Linked DNA regions of Macaca fascicularis: region 1 is linked to region 2. The links are chromatin contacts, called in public Hi-C maps. All regions are on one chromosome and are shown on one strand. The core of a region is the stretch at or near the end of the contact, and the rest is flanking DNA. Distances in the headings are between cores, read along the strand shown. Region 1 overlaps KALRN (kalirin RhoGEF kinase). Region 2 holds the start of ITGB5 (integrin subunit beta 5).

Region 1 (4,408 bases), core at 679-3,178, 320 kb before region 2:
AGCAACAGGTGCAGGGAGTGTTAGGGGGAGGAGAGAAAGACAGTTTTTGCACAGGAGTTGGCAGGACCTCACGGTGCCCTTGAAACCATGCCAAGTAGATATGCTCCAGCTTTATATTTTTTGCCAGCCAGCTCTGGCTGCCTGTGAGGCTGTTCATATGTAGATGTTAATTTATGTGAACTTGGTGCCTCGGGCTGGCTAAGAGTTGTGGAGGAATCAGATGATCAGATGGAAGAAGTTGGCGGGCGGGCGGGCAGCCAGGGGAGGAGGAGGAGGTCAGACTTATCTGATGGGCGCTCTTGGGCACAGCTCCCCCTCTGTCAAGAGTATCAGATCCAAGTGCTCTGCAAAGCAGTGTCAGAAGTCAGTATCACAGTTACTAGAAGGCTCATTTGGCAAGTATTGAGGGCAGGTATCAGACTCTGGGGTAAAGGGGTTTCTTCACAGGGAAGCTTCCTGGAAAGCAATGTGGAATGAAGAGGCAAGAGTGAATCCTCATGTTGCATAAGGGAATCCTCGGTCCCACCATTCCTTTGTTTTTATTATAACAGGAAAAGTATGTGCTGATCTGAGGGAGGTCTGAGTCACCTTCCCTAGTGAGCCTCAGGGTCAGTTCTTCTAGTTAGGGCAAAACTCCATGAAGATGACTTTAAGAAAAAAAAAAAGATTCATTTACATAATAATGTATGTGCATGTATACAGTTGATACAGTCTGTTACCAAACAACATGCCATCAAAATTGATGTTTAAAATTTCTTCTGTACTCCTTTCCTCCCAAATTTAAATAATAATTCACTAATACCTCCAGAACTTTGTTTTTTGAGATGGAGTCTCACAGTGACACCCAGGCTGGAGTGCAGTGGCATGATCTCGGCTCACTGCAACCTCTACTTCCAGGTTTGCATGGTTCTCCTGCCTCGGCCTCCCAAGTAGCTGGGACTACAGGCATGCCCCACCGCACCCGGCTAATTTTTTGTAATTTTAGTAGAGACAGGCTTTCACCATGTTGGCCAGGTTGGTCTGGAACTCCTGACCTCAAGTGATCCACCCCACTTGGCCTCCCAAAATGCTGGGATTACAAGCTCAAGCCACTGCACCTGGCCCAGAACTTATTTTTTAGACAATCACTTAGCTCTCTCTGCTTAAGGCACTATCCTAGGTGCTTTAATATTATCTCATTTAATCTTCACAACAAGCTATGAAGTAGGTACTGTCATTATCCCCATTTGACAGATGAAGAAATTGAGACAAAGAGGTGAAGTAAATTGCTCCTGGTCACACAGCTGGTGAGAAGCTGTAGAGCCCATGCCCTAAATGAGGCTCTGCTACCTTGGAGAATGGAGCAGAGACACAGAGGTGCACAAATGGAAGCTCTGAAATGACAACAGAATTCTTCAGGGGTCCTGTCCTCACTCTCTGGATGCCATTGGGAAACCATCAGGGAATAATAACTGTGTCTTTTCCATAATGTGGGGAAGCTCACAGGGACAATCTAGCTCACACAGTGTATACAAGAAGGAGGTTCAGTTAATCTCCAAATATTAATCATGTAAAAATAGACATAAATGAAAGTGATCATTTCTGGTGAATGCGAGAACTTTGAAAATGCAGATGGAGTTACAAAGAGTGGTTACGAAATGTCCCCTGTGTATGTAGCAGTTCATGCTGGAAAGAAGCCAACACAGCTATCACTGCAGAGCCGAAGGAAAGTGAGGACGGGAAGAGCTCCTTCTGCCCCTCTGGGAAGCATTGCGGAGGGCAGGGAGGCCACGTCCACCCAGGGATTGGTCAGCAGGGGCACAGGCCCCACTGGAAATGGCGAGGACCCAGAAAGGAGAGAGACTGGGAAAGTAAGGACAGGGAGTTGGATGGTGACTCAGCAGCAGGCACTTGGGTGGGAAGCCAGGCAGACAATTAGCATCAAGAAGGCTTAGCAGGCCTTAGGCGGCGTTCTAGGGAACTAGGCAGAGAAAATATCTGAGCGCTCCCGGGAAGGGGGCCAAGACTCAGGCATGAAAGGCCAGATAGGGACTTGCTGCTGGAGTGGGAGGATACAGTGAGGGGAATAAGATGAGAGAAGATTCCAGAAGCAGGGGTACAAGATCAGAGAAGAATCAAAAACCTAACCTGAATGCATGCTGAGATTCTGTGCTGCCTACTCAGCTCCCAGCATCTTCTGAGCAGGAATAACGTTGGTCTTAGAATCTCACCCTACAGCTTCCCTGGAGGAGAGGATGAGAAGGGACTGTTGCAGGAGCAGCTCTGCCTGACCCCTCAAACCATTTCCCCAGCACCCTCCCTTGTTGGCCGTTCTTTGGAATTCACTTCTTGCCAGGGTAGGGACCTGGTGTAGTAAATCTTTTTGATCAAGCCATTGAGGTGAAGTGAACCAGGATATTCATCCTGTATTTGAACCATAATGGCTTTTGGGCTGCATGTAAAGCTTGAGCCCGGTTATCTATAACATGTGAGCATGGAAGAAATTGCCCATTGATCTTGTTTCCGCTTCTTCCTTTGTCTGGACTAGGCAGCCTACAGAAGACAAATACCGCCATCTAGTGGCGTATCCAGGCTTCTCGCCAGGAACTGTGTCTTTAATTGCAGAGACACAAGCTTGGCTTTTTACCCTCTTCTGTCCAGCCCATGGGTCTGATTGTAACCCGCCCCAGGGGGCAGTGGGTCTTGTATCTGGGTGCCATGCTGGGCCGTTTGCAACTAGAGTTTCAGGCCCCTTCTGCTCTAACAGTCTGCAAAAGGACTACACTCATCCCTGGACTCAACCATGTTGCCCTAAAAGGGCTGCAAGTTGCATCCCCTGCTATGTGTGAGCTTGGCCTCAAGAAGCAACCCTGAGCCTCTGGCATTGTCACAGAGGAGCAGCTCCACTGAGATGCAGAAGCTCAGTGATAAAGAATCTCTCAATTAGAAAGAATGTCAGTCATCTAGGCCGGCATTCTACATAGTCCATTAGTGAGTTGGAATCAAATTAGTGGGATGTCAACAGCAATTGAGAAAAACATAGAATGTCAGAGTTGAGCTTGTGTTTCAGTGATATATCTATTCACATGTAGTGTTCCCTGGTCAAAATATGAAATGTATTACAGAGCACTTTGGGATCTGAATCCCAGCACTTTGGGAGACTGAAGCAGGAGGATCAATTGAGCCCAGGAGTTCAAGACAAACATCGTGAGACCATGTCTCTACAAAAAAATTTAAAAATTAGCTGGGTGAGGTGGTGCACACCTATGGTCCCAGCCACTCAGCAGGCTGAGGTGGGAGGATCACTTGAGCCAGAGAGGTAGAGGCTGCAGTGAGCCAAGATTGCACCACTGCATTCCAGCCTGGGGTTCAGAACGAGACCCGGTCTGTGGGCAGTGGAAGGCATTCCCAGGCCCTGACCCAGGCCTACTGAATCATGATGTGTGATTGAGGGGTGGAGCAAGAGAAGGAACTGCTAGGGAATCTTCATTTTATAAGCTCTCTACATGATTTTTGTGTACACTCAGTGCCGAACCACCGATGTTGACATTTCTGAGCTTGAATTTCCTGATGTATGAGATGGAGATGATAGTACTACCTGGTTATTGTGAGGACCAAGTGGATAATTAATGTAAAGGTGTTTTGCTAACTGTAAAAGTACTCTAGAGATTTGAGGGGTCTCCATCCCACAAAATCCTTCTCTATATGATGTTTTTAAGGAGGATAGCACCAGGAGAGTGGGGGAGTGAAGACTGTGCATTTAATGGGACCAGGAGAGTTAAATGGAAAAATATTCCCTTCTGTCTCCTTCCACCTTCTACCTTCTGTCCTGCAGATTTCCTGATCTGATCCCAATGGCAGTCCTGTGGGAATGTGGTTAGCACAGACCCCCTGCCCTGTGACTGGTGGTGACGCATATTGCCAACATCAGTCTGATGCATTATTTTAACCTTTTCAAGCCCCCTCTGAAATCGAAGTCCCTTTACTGGAAATTTCTTACAGTCCTGAATGCTGAGCTTTTGGTCCTGGTGGGACTGTTAATTCTCTACTCACTGTGACGTTCACTGTGTATGCCGTTGGGCAGAAGCTTCCCAGAATGTGTGTGAAATGGCTACACAACATGTTTGGACAAGTGCATTCATATGGCCACTGATGCAGAAAATTTGGGCCCTGAAGGCTTACATCAGAGATGCACAGACTGAAGTCGCTTCCCTGGAGGTGGTGCAGGGACTTTGCCTCCAAACTGCTTTTGGGGTGAACTTTAGAGGATAACAGGCTAGCAAGCTGGGCCTCATCCTCCTCATTCCTTCCCTTCCCTACCTGTCACTCTGCCCTTCAGTGCAGCTGTTCTTCCAAGAGGGAGACTGTACTTAGTTCTATGAGACAAACTAATAACCAAATGGATTCTCATGGAAATATGAAGCCAGAG
Region 2 (4,568 bases), core at 1,212-3,711:
GCCAGGGACGGTGGCTCAAGCCTGTAATTCAAGCACTTTGGGAGACCGATGCGGTTAGATCACCTGAAGTCAGAAGTTCAAGACCAGCCCAGCCAACATGGTGAAACCCCGTCTCTACTAAAATTACAAAAATTAGCCTGGCACGGTGGCGGCACCTGTAATCCTTGCTACTTGGGAGGCTAAGCCAGGAGAATCGCTTGAACCTGGGAGGTGCAGGTTGCAGTGAGCCGAGATGGCACCACTGCACTCCAGCCTGGGCTACAAGACTGAAACTCTGACTCAAAAAAAAAAAAAAAAATTATTTGCAACTGGAAATTATTATTATAATTCTGTTTGTCAGAATTACAGAATGTCAAGCTGGAGAGGAACTTAGAAGCCATCTCCTTTGGCAGTTTCCAAACTTTTGGATTTCAAAGAAAACTAAGATTTAAAAACAAAACAAAAGAAACAAACAGAAAATGAGAAGGGGAGCTTAACATAGGGTTGCCAGATTTTCTTATTTTGCCAAAATTAAAAACTACTAACATTATTAAAAGTATTAAAAGAAAATGTTCCCACCAAAAAAGAAAAAGTGCCTAATTTCAAACTAAAGGAAAGTCCTTGTGGGGCAGGGGAGCGTTCACAACAATACATTCCTGTGTGATGTGGGCTACAGCTTCCTTCTGCTCGCTTTCTCGAGGGACCCATGAAACTATCCGTGATGGGCACTGGCGGCCGGATGGGTGTCTGGAATCCACTCATCTACTCTCCGAGCTCTGGAGTGATTATTTTCCCATTTAAAACAAAAAACAAAAACCTTGCTACAGTATTAAGTTTGAATTAGGGTCTAAACGAAGTTGTTGTTTGCTCAGACCCCTCCTCCGCTCTTAAACCTAAACATCCACTGCCTTCATGTAAATGAGACACCGAGGGGGGGGGGGGGGAACAGTCCTCCCCTTGGGCAGCCAGGCAACCACTTGGCTCACAAGAGCAATCAAGTATCTCCGGCTCCAAAGTGAATAGAGCACTATTAGTTCCTAAAGGAAGGGAGAAAGTCCGCATCCCAAACAAGTGCATCCTTCCTCGAGGGCCTCCGAACTGCCACGTCCAGTCATCTCCCAACCCTGAAAACTTAAGAGCAGGTAACCGAGGGATCCTCGCACCGCCGCCAGCCCATGGCAGCGTCGGGCTAAGGCAATCTCCGCAGCCCCTGTCCTCTACTCCAGAATCCGTCACAGTTAGGGGAGTGTGAGGCTCCGAGCGTGTGCAAATGGCGGGATAAAGTCGGGCAGAAGGAATCTAACAGGGAAGTCCCAGGTGGGGCTGTGGTTTGGGACGCGGGTGCCCCCTCGGGTTTGCGGTGGCCTAGGCGAGGCGGAAGCAGGCGGGGTGGGGTGGGGAAGTGGGTCTGCATCTTCAAATGAAGGCGGCTAGCCTAGGCGCAGAGAACTCCAGGATTCGCGGTGGGCCCTGTGCACCCGCAGTCCCAGGAGGCGAGCCCTCAGGAGTGGAGGTGGCCCTGGGCTTTGGCTGGGGTTTCGAGACTCCCTTGCTTCCCCGGGAACAGGACACCGGCGGCATCCCCCCCAGCAGCCCGCCCGCTCCCGGCCGGCCACAAGGACCGCTTTGTGCCCGCCAACGGAGAGCCCGGGCCCCAAGGCAGGGCCGGCGATGGTCCTCCCCGTGCCCTAGGCACGGGGCTGGCGGGCTAGGTCAGCAGGCCGGCCAGGCTGTTTACACAGGAAGGGAAGCTCCTCCTCAGCCCGGGAGGGGAGAGGAGATTCACGACGGCCCCGCGGGGCTGTCCCCTGGCGACTGGTCCATCCACCAGGGAGTGCCCTGAAGGCGCCCTCTGCCCTCAGGCACTGCCTGCGCTCCCCGCCCCTCTGAGACGCCTGCCCGCGGCTGTGTGCGCGACAAAGTTTCTCTGGGCGCCGTGGGCGGCGCGGCTTACCTGCAAGCCCGGGCAGGAGCGCGCAGAGCCCCAGGAGGCAAGCGTACAGCGGCGCCGGGGCCCGCGGCATGGTGGGGCGCCTCCCTCAGCGGCGGCGCGGTCGCTGCACTCCGCTGGGGCCGGCGGCCGGGACCCGGGCGGGGGCCGGAGCGCGGGGGCCGAGGGCCGGGGGCCGCCGCCACATGCCCCGTGCGCAGCTACGGCTCACAGCGCCCGCGCTGGCCCGCGCCCCGCCGCCACCATCTGTCCGGCAGCGCTCACGGCCGAGTCCCGGAACGGCGGCTGCCCTGGCTGGCGGGCCGGGACGCCTAGGGTGTCGCCGCTCGGGACGGCCCCGGCGGGCGGCTCCGGGCAGGGCAGGGGCTGGCTCCGCTCGGGGGCCGCGACTTGGGCTCCGAGACGCGCCCCGCGCCGAGGCTCCCCCGCGCGCCGGCACACTCTGCCCCTCGCCTCCGCCCCTTCCCTTCCTCCCTCCGTCCCGCCAGGCTCCACTTTCCTCCTCTCCTTTCTCCTCCCCTTCTCTCCCCTGCCAGGCCCCCTCCCGGCCGCCACACGGTCAGCTTACTGCGAGGCGGGGCGGGGCGGGGCGAGCTCCGGGCCGGGTCGGCTCCGCCCTGTGCGGGGACCGGCCCGGGACGCGGAGGCCCTATGGGCCCAGGTGGAAGTCGCTTGCGACTCACTTGGGGCATGGGGGGCTCGAAACCACTGAGTAGAGCCCGCTCCCGTAGCTTCGCCGCCCGTCGCCACGGGAAAGCGGCGGGGCACGCAGCATTAGGCGAGCTGAGATTACCTGGGCCAAAGGCGGTTGCTAGACTCTGAAAGGGAGAGCAGGTACGGGGGTCATGTCGTGCCGGGCCCACCTCATCCTCCCAAAGCCGCACCTCCGGCGGCCTGAGGTGGGACGTAGACGCCCGCGCGTGGAACCGCAAAGCGACTTCTGGATAGGCAAGGGAGGGCACGGTGGGGCGTGGAGGCACAGGTAAAACCTACGTTACTTTTTCTTTTTCTTTCTTTCTCTCTCTTTCTTTCTTTCTTTTCTTTCTTTCCTTTCTTTCTTTTCTTTTCTTTTCTTTTCTTTTTTCTTTTCTTTTCTTTTCTTTTCTTTCTCAGCGTCTCGCTCTCACTCAGGCTGGAGTGCAGTGGCCCAATCTCCGCTCACTGCAGCCTGGACCTCCTGGGCTCAAGGGTTCCTCCACCTTAGCCTCCTGAGTAGCTGGGACTACAGGTGCGCGCCACCACACCCGGACAATTTTTACATGTTTTGTGGAAATGAGGGTCTCGCTGTGTTGCTCAGGTAGGTCTCGAACTCCTGGGCTCAAGCAATCCTCCTGTGTCTGCCTCCTAAAGTGCTGAGATTACAGGCGCGAAGCACCGCGCCCGGCCAGCTTTTCACTTTTTAACATTTGCACCTTTCAAGGATTTGAGACTGGCCAATATGCCGCTATATTTCGTTGTCCTTACTGACAATCTGTCAGTTTCCATGATCAAACTGATAGACTCAAAAACATATGCTCAGGCTTTCATCTTGCAGTTTACATATGAGCTGGATCTGAACTGGCCAATAAGGAGTGGGGTGGGGTCTTCCTCAGATGGTGCAGCAAAGGATACCTTGGGCTTGGATTCGCTACAAGTGCATTTAGAGTGGAGTGGTTTATAGGCAAGAGAAGAGGCAACATTCAGGTAGGAGAAGATAAAGATAGAATACCTATCAAGTACAGAGAGCACACTGCCAGCCAGGCGCTGTTCTAAGTCCTTTACCCATATTAACTCATTTCATCCTCCTGACAACCCTACTGTTATCCAGTTGAGGAAACTGAGGGACAGAGGGGTTAACTGCTGGAGGAAGTGACAGCTGGGATGCCTTGTTCAAAAGGGCAGCATGGCTTGGCTAAAACTGAAGCAGGAAGGGGTAAAGAACAAAGGGGTCTCACCTTTGCAAGTCAGGGACCTGGTGGAAGAATGGCTTGGAGGGCCCAGTGGAAAACTGTCCTAACTGCCCAGCTCAAGGAGTTTGGCTGTTAACCTTTATTTGTCGGCCTCCTCCCAAACTCTGACAAGGTGGTGCCTCAATGCCTGAGGAAGTAAACTTCTTGAAGTACAATATAGTGTGCCTGGCGGCAAAGATGCAGCAGTCCATAGCAAGCTCCTTTACAGTATTTGTGAAAAGAAAATAAATCTCAGGGCCCCCAAATCACTAAGCCAGGAGAAAAGTCAAGCTGGGAACTGGGTCAGGCAAACCTGCCTCCCATTTTATTCCTAAATAAGATAGCTAAGAAGCTACATACCTCGCTCACAATTTACCCACAGGAAATTCCTTGTGGACAAAAGACAGACAGAACTCAAAGTCATCCCTCTGAGGCTCACCTGAGACAAATGAATACCTGATTGCTCCCTCTGGCCTATTGTTTATGTAAAAATGCAGATTCACTGAGCCAGACTAAATTGTGTATTCAGTGGAAGGCTAATCAAAAGAATGCAGCCTTTTGTCTCTTATCTACTTCTAACCTGGAAGCCCCCACTTCATGTTGTCCCGCCTTACAAAACCGAACCAATGTACATCTTACACATATTCATTGATGTCTTATGTCTCCCTAAAACGTATAAAAGAAAACTGTACCCCCAGCCACCTTGGGTA

Evidence for each region. Hi-C and Micro-C count contacts between places; a contact is called where the count stands out from the background.
Region 1: a contact with region 2 is called in a Hi-C map of skeletal muscle, with 6 times the contacts expected there. The contact joins the enhancer-like site here to the promoter of ITGB5 in region 2. A contact is called at or near these places in 2 of 2 Hi-C or Micro-C datasets (liver and skeletal muscle).

Annotation. Positions count from the first base shown.
Region 1 is chr2:158,671,686-158,676,093 of T2T-MFA8v1.1, reverse strand. The region is part of intron 33 of KALRN (kalirin RhoGEF kinase); the gene reads left to right. Among named protein-coding and RNA genes, the nearest start is that of UMPS, 170 kb to the right of the region's middle. Within about 2 kb of position 1,928, at least 2 of the 6 cell types and tissues checked have an H3K27ac peak or open chromatin away from gene starts, as enhancers often do.
Region 2 is chr2:158,350,964-158,355,531 of T2T-MFA8v1.1, reverse strand. It overlaps ITGB5 (integrin subunit beta 5), which reads right to left and starts at 2,461. Exons shown (of 15, transcript XM_005547933.5): 1 at 1,934-2,461. The coding sequence starts at 2,003.